Linked DNA regions of Mus musculus: regions 2, 3, 4 and 5 are each linked to region 1. Evidence: chromatin contacts called from public ChIA-PET, Hi-C and HiChIP or PLAC-seq data. All regions are on one chromosome and are shown on one strand. The core of a region is the stretch at or near the end of the contact, and the rest is flanking DNA. Distances in the headings are between cores, read along the strand shown.

What was found. Hi-C and Micro-C count contacts between places; a contact is called where the count stands out from the background. ChIA-PET counts read pairs in DNA pulled down with a chosen protein or histone mark. HiChIP or PLAC-seq counts read pairs in DNA pulled down with a chosen protein or histone mark.
Region 2: an RNA polymerase II ChIA-PET map of effector CD8 T cells shows a contact between it and region 1, with 69 read pairs. The contact joins the enhancer-like site here to the promoter of Cxcr6 in region 1. A contact is called at or near these places in 2 of 484 Hi-C or Micro-C datasets (effector CD8 T cells and natural killer cells), 2 of 115 datasets of contacts at active chromatin or transcription factors (CD8 T cells and effector CD8 T cells) and 1 of 9 other capture datasets (adipose tissue).
Region 3: a Hi-C map of group 2 innate lymphoid cells shows a contact between it and region 1, with 4 times the contacts expected there. The contact joins the promoter of Ccr1l1 here to the promoter of Cxcr6 in region 1. A contact is called at or near these places in 3 of 39 promoter capture datasets (liver, macrophages and pre-B cells), 1 of 484 Hi-C or Micro-C datasets (group 2 innate lymphoid cells) and 1 of 115 datasets of contacts at active chromatin or transcription factors (microglia).
Region 4: an H3K27ac HiChIP or PLAC-seq map of T-cell acute lymphoblastic leukemia shows a contact between it and region 1, with 4 times the contacts expected there. The contact joins the enhancer-like site here to the promoter of Cxcr6 in region 1. A contact is called at or near these places in 12 of 39 promoter capture datasets (the 3T3-L1 cell line, the C10 cell line, the HPC-7 cell line and 8 more), 3 of 15 datasets of contacts at CTCF or cohesin (CD8 T cells, large pre-B cells and pro-B cells), 72 of 484 Hi-C or Micro-C datasets (the 63-12 cell line, the AML12 cell line, B cells and 45 more), 6 of 115 datasets of contacts at active chromatin or transcription factors (CD4 T cells, the HPC-7 cell line, T-cell acute lymphoblastic leukemia and 3 more) and 5 of 9 other capture datasets (adipose tissue, embryonic stem cells, liver and 2 more).
Region 5: a Hi-C map of CD8 T cells shows a contact between it and region 1, with 2.2 times the contacts expected there. The contact joins the enhancer-like site here to the promoter of Cxcr6 in region 1. A contact is called at or near these places in 1 of 39 promoter capture datasets (pre-B cells), 1 of 15 datasets of contacts at CTCF or cohesin (CD8 T cells), 2 of 484 Hi-C or Micro-C datasets (both in CD8 T cells) and 2 of 115 datasets of contacts at active chromatin or transcription factors (both in CD8 T cells).

What each region holds. Positions count from the first base shown.
Region 1 is chr9:123,805,207-123,807,764 of GRCm38.p6, reverse strand. It overlaps Cxcr6 (chemokine (C-X-C motif) receptor 6), which reads right to left and starts at 1,288. Exons shown (of 2, transcript NM_030712.4): 1 at 1,220-1,288. The region is part of intron 14 of Fyco1 (FYVE and coiled-coil domain containing 1); the gene reads left to right.
Region 2 is chr9:124,037,917-124,040,474 of GRCm38.p6, reverse strand. No RefSeq gene overlaps it. Among named protein-coding and RNA genes, the nearest start is that of Ccr3, 17 kb to the right of the region's middle. Within about 2 kb of position 1,289, at least 34 of the 459 cell types and tissues checked have an H3K27ac peak or open chromatin away from gene starts, as enhancers often do. A contact at or near this core is called in CD8 T cells and effector CD8 T cells, where this site is marked.
Region 3 is chr9:123,985,448-123,988,005 of GRCm38.p6, reverse strand. It overlaps Ccr1l1 (chemokine (C-C motif) receptor 1-like 1), which reads left to right and starts at 1,291. Exons shown (of 2, transcript NM_007718.4): 1 at 1,291-1,402.
Region 4 is chr9:123,655,921-123,658,478 of GRCm38.p6, reverse strand. It overlaps Slc6a20a (solute carrier family 6 (neurotransmitter transporter), member 20A), which reads left to right. Exons shown (of 11, transcript NM_139142.2): 5 at 967-1,077; 6 at 2,017-2,258. Among named protein-coding and RNA genes, the nearest start is that of Slc6a20a, 22 kb to the left of the region's middle. Within about 2 kb of position 1,273, at least 15 of the 459 cell types and tissues checked have an H3K27ac peak or open chromatin away from gene starts, as enhancers often do. A contact at or near this core is called in the G1E-ER4 cell line and T-cell acute lymphoblastic leukemia, where this site is marked.
Region 5 is chr9:123,940,283-123,942,840 of GRCm38.p6, reverse strand. No RefSeq gene overlaps it. Among named protein-coding and RNA genes, the nearest start is that of Gm51701, 16 kb to the right of the region's middle. Within about 2 kb of position 1,265, at least 117 of the 459 cell types and tissues checked have an H3K27ac peak or open chromatin away from gene starts, as enhancers often do. A contact at or near this core is called in CD8 T cells, where this site is marked.

The DNA.
Region 1 (2,558 bases), core at 39-2,538:
TCCCAAGAGTTACCTCCAGTTCTCTGTTGTTACCTCACTTGTATTTGCTTTTTTGTTGTCCTATTCTTTTCTGAATCCAACCTTAGCATGGCTCTTCAGAAAATGTACAAATCCGTATTCACTGTTATGTTAGTAGATAGGGACTAGACTATACAAATAGAATATTGAAATTCACTAGATTGGGGAGATGACTGTCAGTAGAATGCTTGCTTTACAACCATAAGCACACAAAATCACTGTCTCTTATAAAAAAAAGTTAACATTTCTTTATAATTGAAATATTGATTAAGGAAAATGAAACAGTAATGAAACTTTTGATATGTTTTTTTTAAAAAGCCCAATAGCAAATTATAATTGTATGTAAAGCATAAAATGTAACCCAAATATTTAAGAAGTACTTCTAATTATTTTGGAAGTTTCAGTATATTTAAATTGCTGAAAACAGAAAAAAATATGAGAAACACACACACACACACAAACCCACCATGGGCTATTACTGTTATAACAAATAGATGATACTTCTGATCTTCCTGCTTCCACCTCCAAAGGTCTGGGATTGCTGCCACACCTGACACTTAACCTTTTGTGGTCACAAACCTCTTTGAGAATCTCATTGAAGCTGTAGACCTTCTCTGAGAAATAAAGTCCATACAGCTATAATTCTAAGGCTTCATGAACCACATATTCTATAGGCTCTTGTTTAAAGACCCTTTAATAACATTTGTAATTTTTTTTTTACTCTAGTCTTAAAGGACCAAATTCTGTCAGCATTGGCCTTTGGCAAAATTATAAATTACTTATTTCATCTGTTTTGTTTATTTACTTATTTGTAGTCTATAATGTCTACAGTTGTGTGTTGATTTATATTGAAAAAAGTAGATAGTTATTGTGGATTATAGCTTGTTTTTTAAGATACAAAAGAACTTTTTTAAGATACAAAATAGAAAAAGATTGATTAAAAATAGAAGACCAGTGACTAGACTGCTCTGGATTCCTAGGTGGGTCTGATTATACCGTTACTACCTTTCCCATCCTTTTATAACCACTTGCTATATTCCAGAACCAATGAAGCAGTTCTCACATTTCTCCAACCCTTGCAGCAACCATGGCAGTGAGGGATGGGAGCCATGGCTAGCTGAATTCAGTAGCTCGCACCGTATACACAGGTCCTGCTGCAGACAGGAATGAGAGATGCAGCAAAAGAAAGCAAATGACTCACCAGAAGAGAAGCCCAGTAGCTTTGTTCCAGAGTGAAGTGTGCTCACTAAAGGTCTGCCTCTGGTTCTCTGTGATGTGGTCTGTGTTTCCGTCAAATACTTAAGAGCCTTCAGCTAGAGACCTGCCCCCGTCTCTATCCCATAGGCAGAATCCACATGACAAGCTTGACAAACCTGCCCACTTAATTTGAGAGTCAAAGATGAAGCATGATTCTGATGCTTCATACTCCCTTTTTCTTGGCTTAGCACATTTCCTGCTGTTAAAAACGAATAGGATTTCCATTAATGCTCTCCTAAAGGGGAGCAGAAAGTAGACTTGACTTTTGTCAGTCCACTGACGATGGTGGACTTTGTTTGTGAAAATCACTTTGTTTACTGGTCACACATGTCTTTGGAACATTTTGGTTCTGGGCCAACACAAAGCCCATGCTATGGATTAGGCTCTGTATGAATGTAGATCCAGTATTTACCACAGATGTCTTGAAACATTGCTGAGGGCCAGGTATTATCTCCATTTACAGATGAGAATGTAGGAAACAGAGCCAAAATAACTGGTGAATTCAGAGCTACAAGCTCAGGCTTCTGATCATTCACAGACCAATGGAACAGGTTGCTTCTAGGTGGTTGGTTGTGCTGGAGGACCTGGTATAGCCCTACACTCTGCCCCCACAGGCCTCTGGCAGGCAGTGCCCACCTACCGTGCTTGGCTTTGCTAGAACTGCCTGAGGTTAGCCTCCTGGACTTTCCTCTATTTGATAGACACTATGATCTTAATGCAGTCTGGTTTTTACTTTCCGTGAGCTAGCATTGCTGACTTCCAGGAAAATTAGCCTGGAAGTCAGGAACTTGGAGTAGGACCAGAATCTAGAAACTAGTATTTGATTTTATTGTAAGAAAGGTATTATATGGAGGCTTCCATTTACAACTGTTGGGTTTTGCTCACCTACCCATGGATGCAGTGAACAATGAACAAATGAACAGATGCATAGGCTGCATCAAATACTGAGCGGGAGATAGTTGAAACACCTCTCCTTTTAAAAGAATCTTTTGGGTGCTAGAAAGATGGCTCAGCAGTTAAGAGCACTTCCTGTTCTTGCAAAAGACACAGATTCGATTACCAGCACCCAGATGGCAGCATACAACCATGCATAACTTCAGTTCATATCTATGAGCAAAACACATAAAATAAGTCTAAAACTATTTTAAAGATACCTTTTAGGACAAGACAGCCTTCAGTTTTACTACATTTATAGGATAGTACTAGAATGGCCTGAGATTTGTCAAGCATTGCTGTACTCTTCTCAAAATTATTTGTCTTCCTCAAGAACAGAGAGGCCCATC
Region 2 (2,558 bases), core at 40-2,539, 230 kb before region 1:
AGAGGCCCTTGGTCCTGTGAAGGTTTGATGCCCCAGTCTAGGGAGATTCGAGGGCAGGGAGGTGGGAGGGGGTGGGTGGGTGGGGGAACACCCTCAGAGAAACAGGGAGGGGAGAAGGGATAAGAGGTTTCAGGGGGAGGGGACCTGGAAAGGGGATAATATTTGAAAGTAAATAAAGAAAATATCTGAAAGAAAGAGAGAGAGAGGGAGGGAGAGAGAGAGAAAGAGAGAGAGAGGAAGGAAGGAAGGAAGGAAGGAAGGAAGGAAGGAAGGAAGGAAGGAAGGAAGGAAGGAAGGAAGGAAGGAAGGAAAGAAAAGAAAGACATTAGAGGAAAAAAAAAGACAACTGTTCTCCACCTGCCCACTCCTGTAGGCAGTCACTCTCCTCTCTGTCCACTGCTTTTATCTGGAACCATGGAAGTTAGACCTCAGGAAACCCCAAAGGTTTGCAGGTCTAATCCAGCTTGAGTCATTTGAACTGAGGGTCTTTTTTTTTTTTTTTCCTCGAGACAGGGTTTCTCTGTGTAGCCCTGGCTGTCCTGGAACTCACTCTGTAGACCAAGCTGGTCTCGAACTCAGAAATCCACCTGCCTCTGCCTCCCAGGTGCTGGGATTAAAGGCGAGCGCCACCACTGGTCTTAAGTGTGCAGTGTCTTAAACAATAGCGGCATTACTGAGAGGCAAGGCAACCAAGGCAAACATTTATCACTGATCTATTTTGATTTGGAAGTCAGTTGGGTTACCTGGAGTACCCTGAGCAACAAGAAATGATTGTTGCTCATTTCTTAAGCCCATGTGACTTAATTTATATTACACACACGCACACGCACACGCGAAGAGAGAGAAGGGTTGAAGTGAAATTTAAAAATATAGATGACATTAGGTAGGAAATGAAATAAAGAAGAGAGGGATCCATCTTGCGAGTAGAAAGGGAGGTCAATAGAGAAGGAGGAGAGACAAAGAACACTGAGAGTATTTTATAAAGCCACAAGGAAAAATATTGTTTTATATTTACTTATTGCTGCTGGATGTGTTTATGTCTTCAATTACCAAAGAAATAAATAAAAAATTTAAACAACTTAGGTGAAGCCATATAATAAATCTACATTCTTTACAGAATTAAAAGAAGACTTTAATAATTATGAAAAATATAAATCCTATGTTTTATTTATATATAAAATTTTGTATGCATAGATAGGAGAATGATTATTCTAGAATAAGATGGTGCTTGCCAAATGTGGTGATAGTGAAGTTCATTTTAACCAGTACTTACTGACTTCCTGCCAGTTACGAGCTTAGCGTTAAACTCATCACACTTCCTACCCTTCCCCACATCCTCTCAATACTGTTATTTGACGGTTTCTGGTTAATCACTACGTTTAGTTCACGCTATTGCAATTACATAAATATCAAGCTCCTTTGACTTACTGTTTCATGTTCATTAATGGTGAACTTTTTCCCACATTTAATTAGCTTCTACTTTCATATTTGCTGCAGATTTTCTAAATTTCTTCAGTTTAATCTGTCATGGACCAAATAATAACCTTTCAAAATACTCAAAATTCCCAGTTTCTTGTTTTCTCTGGCTGGTTGCTCAGAGATCTTAGATGCCCCTTTGCCATGCTTCTGTGTGGAAAAACAAAATAATAACAACAGTAACAACAACAAAAAAGAACCCTGTTCTGCTGAAGTGTGTATTTTGTCTCATCTGGAGAAAATGTAAACTAAAGGTAAAATTTTAAATCCTTACGTTTCTAAATTTGTCCACATTCTGTCCATAAAATTTCTAATAATTTGGCTCTAACAGAAACACAGACTGGACACCATCCTTTACTATCCAAAGTGCTGTTGAAAATCCAACAATATGCCTCTGTTTATGTCTCCTAATTTTTGTCCTTTTTTTTTTAACAACTTTTATCAGTTCTGAGGGAGCCTTCTCTATGTTCATTTATCTTGCTAGGCATCTGGAGCCTGTTCATTATAAAGACCCTTGACTACTTCCGGAAACTTCCTCTGAATTGCTCCTCCTATTGCTTTGTGATAACATTCTTGCCAAAACTATTTTTAATATTTTTAAGCCTCTTAGTCAAATATTTTAAACCACCTAATTTTATGACCACTAATTTTTTTTCTTATCTCCCAGTGGACATGCTTCTAAAAATGACAATATTGCACAATAGTTAAGACGTGGGTCCAATACCAGATCCTAGCTTCAGATTCCATTGCATGCCTCCAGGTGGAATAATGCTCTGCTCCCTTCTACAAGAAAGAATTCTTGGGTTGTTACTATACTCCAGGGAAACTGTTTGACTATGTATGAGCTACCAGATTACCATAACATCCAGTTGTTTATTATGAACTGACTTACCTTACAAAAACAAAAAACAAAAAAATGGAGCAGTTGCTGATCTGTCTGTGTACTGGACACTATGTGAAGATTTATGGGACTCTGGCCTGGTCAGAGCGGCTAAAGAGCTGTGCTCTCAAAAGGGAAGGAGGAGTCCATCTGGGCAAGCTGCCAAGTCTCTTCTGCAACCACAGCAGACAGCTGGGGTCAA
Region 3 (2,558 bases), core at 42-2,541, 180 kb before region 1:
GCTTCTCAGCCATTCGGTATTCCTCAGGTGAGAATTCTCTGTTCAGTTCTGAGCCCCATTTTTTAATGGGGTTATTTGGTTTTCTGGAGTCCACCTTCTTGAGTTCTTTATATATGTTGGATATTAGTCCCCTATCTGATTTAGGATAGGTAAAGATCCTTTCCCAATCTGTTGGTGGCCTTTTTGTCTTATTGACGGTGTCTTTTGCCTTGCAGAAACTTTGGAGTTTCATTAGGTCCCATTTATCGATTCTCGATCTTACAGCACAAGCCATTGCTGTTCTGTTCAGGAATTTTTCCCCTGTGCCCATATCTTCGAGGCTTTTCCCCACTTTCTCCTCTATAAGTTTCAGTGTCTCTGGTTTTATGTGAAGTTCCTTGATCCACTTAGATTTGACCTTAGTACAAGGAGATAGGAATGGATCAATTCGCAATCTTCTACATGATAACAACCAGTTGTGCCAGCACCATTTGTTGAAAATGCTGTCTTTCTTCCACTGGATGGTTTTAGCTCCCTTGTCAAAGATCAAGTGACCATAGGTGTGTGGGTTCATTTCTGGGTCTTCAATTCTATTCCATTGGTCTACTTGTCTGTCTCTATACCAGTACCATGCAGTTTTTATCACAATTGCTCTGTAGTAAAGCTTTAGGTCAGGCATGGTGATTCCACCAGAGGTTCTTTTATCCTTGAGAAGAGTTTTTGCCATCCTAGGTTTTTTGTTATTCCAGATGAATTTGCAAATTGCTCCTTCTAATTCGTTGAAGAATTGAGTTGGAATTTTGATGGGGATTGCATTGAATCTGTAGATTGCTTTTGGCAAGATAGCCATTTTTACAATGTTGATCCTGCCAATCCATGAGCATGGGAGATCTTTCCATCTTCTGAGATCTTCTTTAATTTCTTTCTTAAAGGACTTGAAGTTCTTGTCATACAGATCTTTCACTTCCTTAGTTAGAGTCACACCGAGATATTTTATATTATTTGTGACTATTGAGCAGGGTGTTGTTTCCCTAATTTCTTTCTCAGCCTGTTTATTCTTTGTGTAGAGAAAGGCCATTGACTTGTTTGAGTTAATTTTATATCCATCTACTTCACCGAAGCTGTTTATCAGGTTTAGGAGTTCTCTGGTGGAATTTTTAGGGTCACTTAGTGAGATTCTTAAGACAGCTCCTCCCCATGAGAGGGGTTGGACCCAGCAGCCCATATGTCCAGCTAGCCCCCAGGTGACAATGACACTGTTGAACCACAACGTCACCTGGATTAACACTAGCTCCTGGCTTTGTCTGATTCATATTGCTCATGTCTGGAGGACACACACACTTCAGAGACGTGACATACTTGAGATAAAGGGAAGCAGACACCAGCTACAGCAGGATCCAGGTATATCACAGATAATTTTCAGGTACGTACACTAGACTGTCTGAATCTTGAGCTTGGGGTACAAAGGACCATTTTATCAGACTCTTCTTTCCTCCCTGCTGCTCACTAGAATCAGGCTACAATGTGTTGTTCTGATAAGTAGCCACAAGCTCAAACCTTTGCTGCTCTATGCTTCTATTCTGTGCCCTTTGCAAGTGGGAGCCATCATACAACGCAGGAAAGAAAGACTGAAAGCTGAGAGCCAGTACTGTGCTCTTCCTATATTCATAAGCTCTCTGATTCTGCCCCCCTGTGTTTGCTTTGTGTATCTTGCTATAACTAGAGACTTAAAAGGAGGAACTGGTCCTAGACTCAACACTGCTTTGCAGTGGGCACAGCCAGGGCAGATACAGCATAGTGTACATATGTGTACAGTGGAGGGGTGTCTATTAAAGTAGAAAGAAACCTGTAATAAGCAATGCCTATTCATCTATTTTCTTTGTTAGGTAAGTCATTGTAGATCTCAGCCTGCACCCTGCCCAAAGTTACTCTGAGGGACTAGAGGCCAGACAGGCAAACAGGTAACGAAAGGGATCACAGATAATAAATACAGCGAATTTATGGTTTCTTCCTCAGCCTTTTATGCCAATCTAATTCCCTCTCTTCCATTCTGTGCATGATCCCAGCCTATTTCACCCATTCAATACCACTACCTAACTTTTTTTCCTGTCTTGATAGTTTTTAAAATGCTCTAATGCAGTGGTTCTCGTCCTTTCTAATGCTTCAATCCTTTATTACAGTTCATGTTGTCGTGACCCCCAACCATAAAATTATTTTCATTGTTACTTAATAACTGTAATTTTTCTACTGTTATGAATTGTGATGTAAATATCTGATATGCAGGATATCTGATGTGGGATCTCTGTGGAAGGGGTCATTTGACCTCCAAAGGAGTCACAGTCCATAGGTTGTTATTCCTACAGGTTTACATACTTATACTTTTCTGTTACTTATATCCACCTAGAGAATTTCCTTCCAAGTGATTGTTTGCTCACAGTGTCTGTTCAAGCTTCCTCATGTATACCGGCTGTTGAGGGAAAAAGCCATATGACTACCCCAAGTGAAGATTATCTGAATAGGGCAAGGTGAGAAGACTGTATGGAGGGAGTCTGAGTCTCAGCTGGAACTGCACAGCTGCT
Region 4 (2,558 bases), core at 24-2,523, 150 kb after region 1:
TTAGTATGTTTATTAGTCCCCTAAATGTGTAAGAAGCCATGGTAAACATACCCTACATTCTCCCTGGTATTCCTCTGACAGTCTTAGAAATTCTTGAAATATGGTGTCGTGCCAAGGAGGAAATGGAAGACCGAGCATAATTCAAGAACATCAAGACATAGGTCACCAACTGTTTTGGTGAATTCAACCTAAAAGAACAAAATTTCCCACTCAGGGCAGGTAGACATGTACCTGAAAGTTCTTTCTTTGAGGCTTTTCAAAAGTCAGGTGACCCCAAGTCTGAGATGACCCTGGCAAAGCAACCAAGCACACATTCTTACATTATGATGCATGTTAGTAAGGAGAGAAGATTGGCTTAACCAAATAATGAGACATCTTATGAGAGATGCTGCCACATCCCATCAGTACTATTTATTACAGTTTTTGTGGGCACTTTGTTCCAATCTCTGCTCCCACCTATGGGCATGCCTGACCAGGTCTCTCTCAGATCCTATCCTGGAAAGCTGGCTTTGCACCAAGCTACTGAAATAATTTCCCTCTTAGGGACAACATAGATCTTGTAAGTGGCTAGTTTTCCTGTTTTTCTTAGGATCCCAGAAATTCTAGAGCCAAATTTGGCTCAAATACTGAAAAGAGAGACTCATACATGTTGTGCAGGCTCTTTCAACCCCTTTTTTAAGAGACAGAGCAGTGGAAGGAATGTGGAAAGAATAAGCCTGAGTACCTGTTTGTTGCCTCTAGTCCACTGAAGAAGAAATATCATGGTGGCAACAGATGTGGTCACCTCACTTCCTTTCTCCTAACCACACTTAGACCCTTATCCTAATCAGGATCCTGGCACCTGCAGCTCTCAGCAGCTGTGGGTGCAGCTTAACCACCAAAGAAATAAGGTGTTTGTGGGGATGGTTGTCTGCCCTGCCATTCCTATTGTTCCAGCAGTTTCACCCTATCTCTGGATGCCCACAGGTGGTCTACTTCACCGCATCGATGCCTTACTGTGTTCTTATTATCTACTTGGTCCGTGGCCTTACACTCCATGGAGCCACCAATGGCCTGATGTACATGTTCACACCTAAGGTAGGAGCTTCAAGGGAAGGGGACTCTTCCTTTCTGGGGACTCTTCCTTTCTGGGGACTGTTCCTTTCTGGGAACACCTGGGAGGAAAGAGAAGGGGATAAGATATGTAATCAGCAGGGCTGGTGTGAGCCCAAGGCTGGGCCAAAATCTATGGCTATCCTGGGGGCCCAGACTTCCTCCTCAGCTATGCGTTCCGGAAATTAAATCCTCTGTCCATCTCCTCCTGCTGCACTCATTACCCCTCATGACTAGTGCCTATGCCTTCATTCTGGTCTCCCTGTTCCAGGTCTCACCCACAGCCCTATCCATACTCTCCACTGAGCTAGGGACTGTGGGAATCACTCCAGTTATTTCCCTTACCTGTTCCCATATTTCCTTAGACCCTTTCCTTCTAGGTTGCCATGATCCCACTTTAACTCTTTCTTTCCAATCAGCCTAGCCAGAATTCTTGAGTTGGAATGCTATTGCATGTGAAGTAAGGCTCATTCTTTGCTTAACAAATGTGATGGCAGGAAGCAGGTAGCAGCTTTCAAAATGCACACCCTTGTTCCACATGCCTTAAGTGTTAGTGCTGGAGTCACCTCAGACTGGACTCCACATCCAGGTCACAACACCTAAATTTCTGTGCATGGACAAGTGTAGTGCCTGACTGGTGAATCAGAGATTCCATGTGTTTGGCATTAGACCGAACAGTATTTAATCTCACTCTCCATGGGCAGGATGTCATAGTGGGTATAACAGGAAGATTGTTGAGTAGTTTACCTGCCAGAGAAATACACTGGAGATTGTCTGGGAAGACTGGACTCTAGCCTCAGGCCATCCTGACTGCCTGTGTGTTAGAAATAATATCTTCTCCATCTCTGAGCCTCCCTCTTCTGTGAGGGAGAGTCTGGGAATAGAGCCCAGGATTCCTCAGCCCTATCCCTACTGGCCTTCTAGATGGAACAGCTAGCCAACCCCAAGGCCTGGATCAATGCAGCCACGCAGATCTTCTTCTCACTGGGCTTGGGTTTTGGCAGCCTGATCGCTTTTGCCAGCTACAATGAACCCTCCAACAACTGCCAGAAGCATGCCATTATTGTGTCCATCATCAACAGCTCCACCTCCATATTTGCCAGCATTGTCACCTTCTCCATCTATGGCTTCAAGGCCACCTTCAACTATGAAAACTGCTTAAACAAGTGAGTCTAAGCTGTCCCTCAGAGCCTTGGGTCTCAAGTGGGAAGGCAAGGCTCCAGAGCTCTGAGCTGAAAGGGTGACTGGGAAGGGCTAGGTTCCCAGAAGTCAAGGGGTAGACAAAAAACACCAACCACTGTTGGGAGCTACAATGTGAGGTTCAGTTATCCTTTCTCAATTGCCAATGGCTGCCTTCTACCAGCAGCAGAAACTGGGGGGCCATAAAGTTACCTGCCTTGCAGGGAATAGGCAGTTTAAGGTGGCCCTTGCATTGAGCAGAAAAATGTGTTCAGCAAATAATGCCA
Region 5 (2,558 bases), core at 16-2,515, 140 kb before region 1:
AGCATACCAGATGGCAAAAAAAGCCTCTTAGCTTTTACGAATATTTAAGGACAAGTCAGTGGGCTAACAGAAGAATTCCTGACTTCCCAGGGGAATGTTCCAAGAAAGGAAAAGGGAAGATGCCTTTCTTTCCATTTGTACACTGGAAATTTTACTGTTTTAAATTTACCCTAGCACATGATAATGAGATAAAAGCAGTGATTAAGGTATGAGTCTGTGTCCTGGGTCTGTGGAAAATTACCACCATTCAGATACCAGAAGGAATCACCTGGGATCAGGCAAGGCACTGATCTTCAGAAGATAAGATGGAGGACTGCTGTCCTAAGGACCATCTTGCTCAGAAAGGCAGGAGGTAGGTGGTTCTAGAATGTTCCAAGTATGCTTTGGCAACATCTCTGGACAGGTAGTCTCAAGCACTCGAGCATGAGAAATGCTTTGCCATATGTGAGACCCACACTAGCCAAGCTTTGGGATCTTTTCTCATGGGCTCAGAATCCCCTTACTGGAGACTCTTCTTGATACCTAGGCTATAGTAAAACACTTACTTCCAGTAACAGAAAAACTGCAAACATTTTCAGTAAGCTTCTGCAAACCACAGAGGATGGCAACAACATCCCCTTTCTCATTTCAAATCACAAGTGACTATGAGGCAAGAGTGACCTGAGCCAAGGAAACATGCCTAAAGATAGACAGTTCCAGAACCTCCAACCAAGAGCAAGAGGCAGGTTGGCAGCAGATGCTTGAAGAATAACACAAAGCGGAGAGCAAGATTCAAAAAAAAAAAAAAAAACCACACACACACACGCACAGAAGCAGCAGAGACTGTCACTAACTAACAATTTATATTTTACCATGAAATAAACTTTAATATAAAACAAACTTTGAAAAAATGAAGATTTAAAAACACCATGGAAGACAATATAATTCTTTTTTAAAAAATACTAAATTTGGTATTACAGGCCTGTAATCGCCATACTAAGGAGGCAGGGTCAGTCATAAAGGACTCCAGAGGTAAAGGCAGGCAGATCATCCCAACTACATAGTTAGCTCAAGCTCAGCTGAGCGACTTGTACTTGAGCTCTTGTCTCCAACAAAAGAAAACATTTAATGAAAGAAAGAGAAAGAAGGGGAGAAGGGAGAGGAGGGATAAGAAGTCAACACTCTTTCAGAAGCCCAAACCAAGAACCAAAAAGGCGTCATGCCTTGCTTTGCAGAGTGCAGTCAAAAGCAGAACTAGACTATTACTAGCATCATCAACTGCTTTCCCCAGACACTGTAGATAGCAAGTAGGATGGAAAATGTAGACAGGAAACTGAGGGAACAGATTCTGAAGAGTGTGGCACTTTGCCATCAGTGGTATGTGTTTCAGGGTCCAGCTGTGGTTTTGTATCCTCCACTTCCTCCCTCTCAGGGTGTTCATATTCTGCTGCAAACTAGGCTGGAAGGATGAAGTGGAGTCTGGAATTGGCAGGATCTTAGTCCAGCTGGGCATCAGTCGGGGGTAGGGAGCTTCTCTGAGGATCTTCAATGAAGGATGGAGTTCTACAGGATCCCAGTCTGGTTGGGAGTGACGGGGTGGGACACAGGGTGAGGCTGTTCTAGGATCTTAAAAGTTACAGGCCTTTTAGACAAAGGCCTTCTCTGACAATCTTCAATTAAACAACTCTTAGCTTGTGTGCATACCTTTACGCGGGGCAGATTTGTACACATGCACCTTATTTGAGGTGAACCAGGGGGTATATATGGACTTTGGAGAGTGGGAAGGCAGTTTTTTAGGGTAAATGAAAATCACTGGCTAGAGTTTAAAGTTCTGTGAATGCCTCATTTGTATGGAGAGGCATTCCAGGAAACCCAGGTATGTGCTTGGCAAGTTTTTATGGGAGCTGGGGAGTTTGTAAGTCTGCCAGGGACTACTTCATCTTCCCAAGGTAGAGGCTGTGGGGATACCCAGACAAAGTCAGGGAAGGGGAAGCCCTACTGGTAAAGGAAGTTCTCCATTTTTCACCAAGCTCAGATAAGCCATCCAGTCATGATAAACTTTGACCTTACTTTGTGCTTCACTTCCTCTGCTTTCTTCCTCTCAGGGTATCCAGATGCTGCTGCACACAAGGCTGGAAGGATGAAGTGGAGTCTGGAATTGGCAGGATCTTAGTCCAGCTGGGAATCAGTGGAGGGTAGGGGGGCTTCTCTGAGGATCTTCAATGAAACAGCTCTCTGAGACAATTTTAGCTTGTGCATATACCTTCATTCAGGGTGGGCTTATACACTTACACTTTATTCAGGGTGAACCAAAGGTTATATAGTTTTAGGGAAAGGGGATGAGAATGTCCAAAGTGGGCAAATTTCATTGGCTGAAGGCTAAGGCTACTGAGATGACTCAGTTAACATGGAGAGTCATTCCAGAAGTCTCAGGTGAAGGATTACATGACATTCCTCAGGTAGTCAATGTGGGGTCTGGAATCTCCCAGGTAGAGAAGAGGAAGCCCTGATGACAAAGGGAGTGTCATTTTGCACCAAGCTCGGGGCTTTCCAGTAACATCAGACTTCAACCTTAGTAG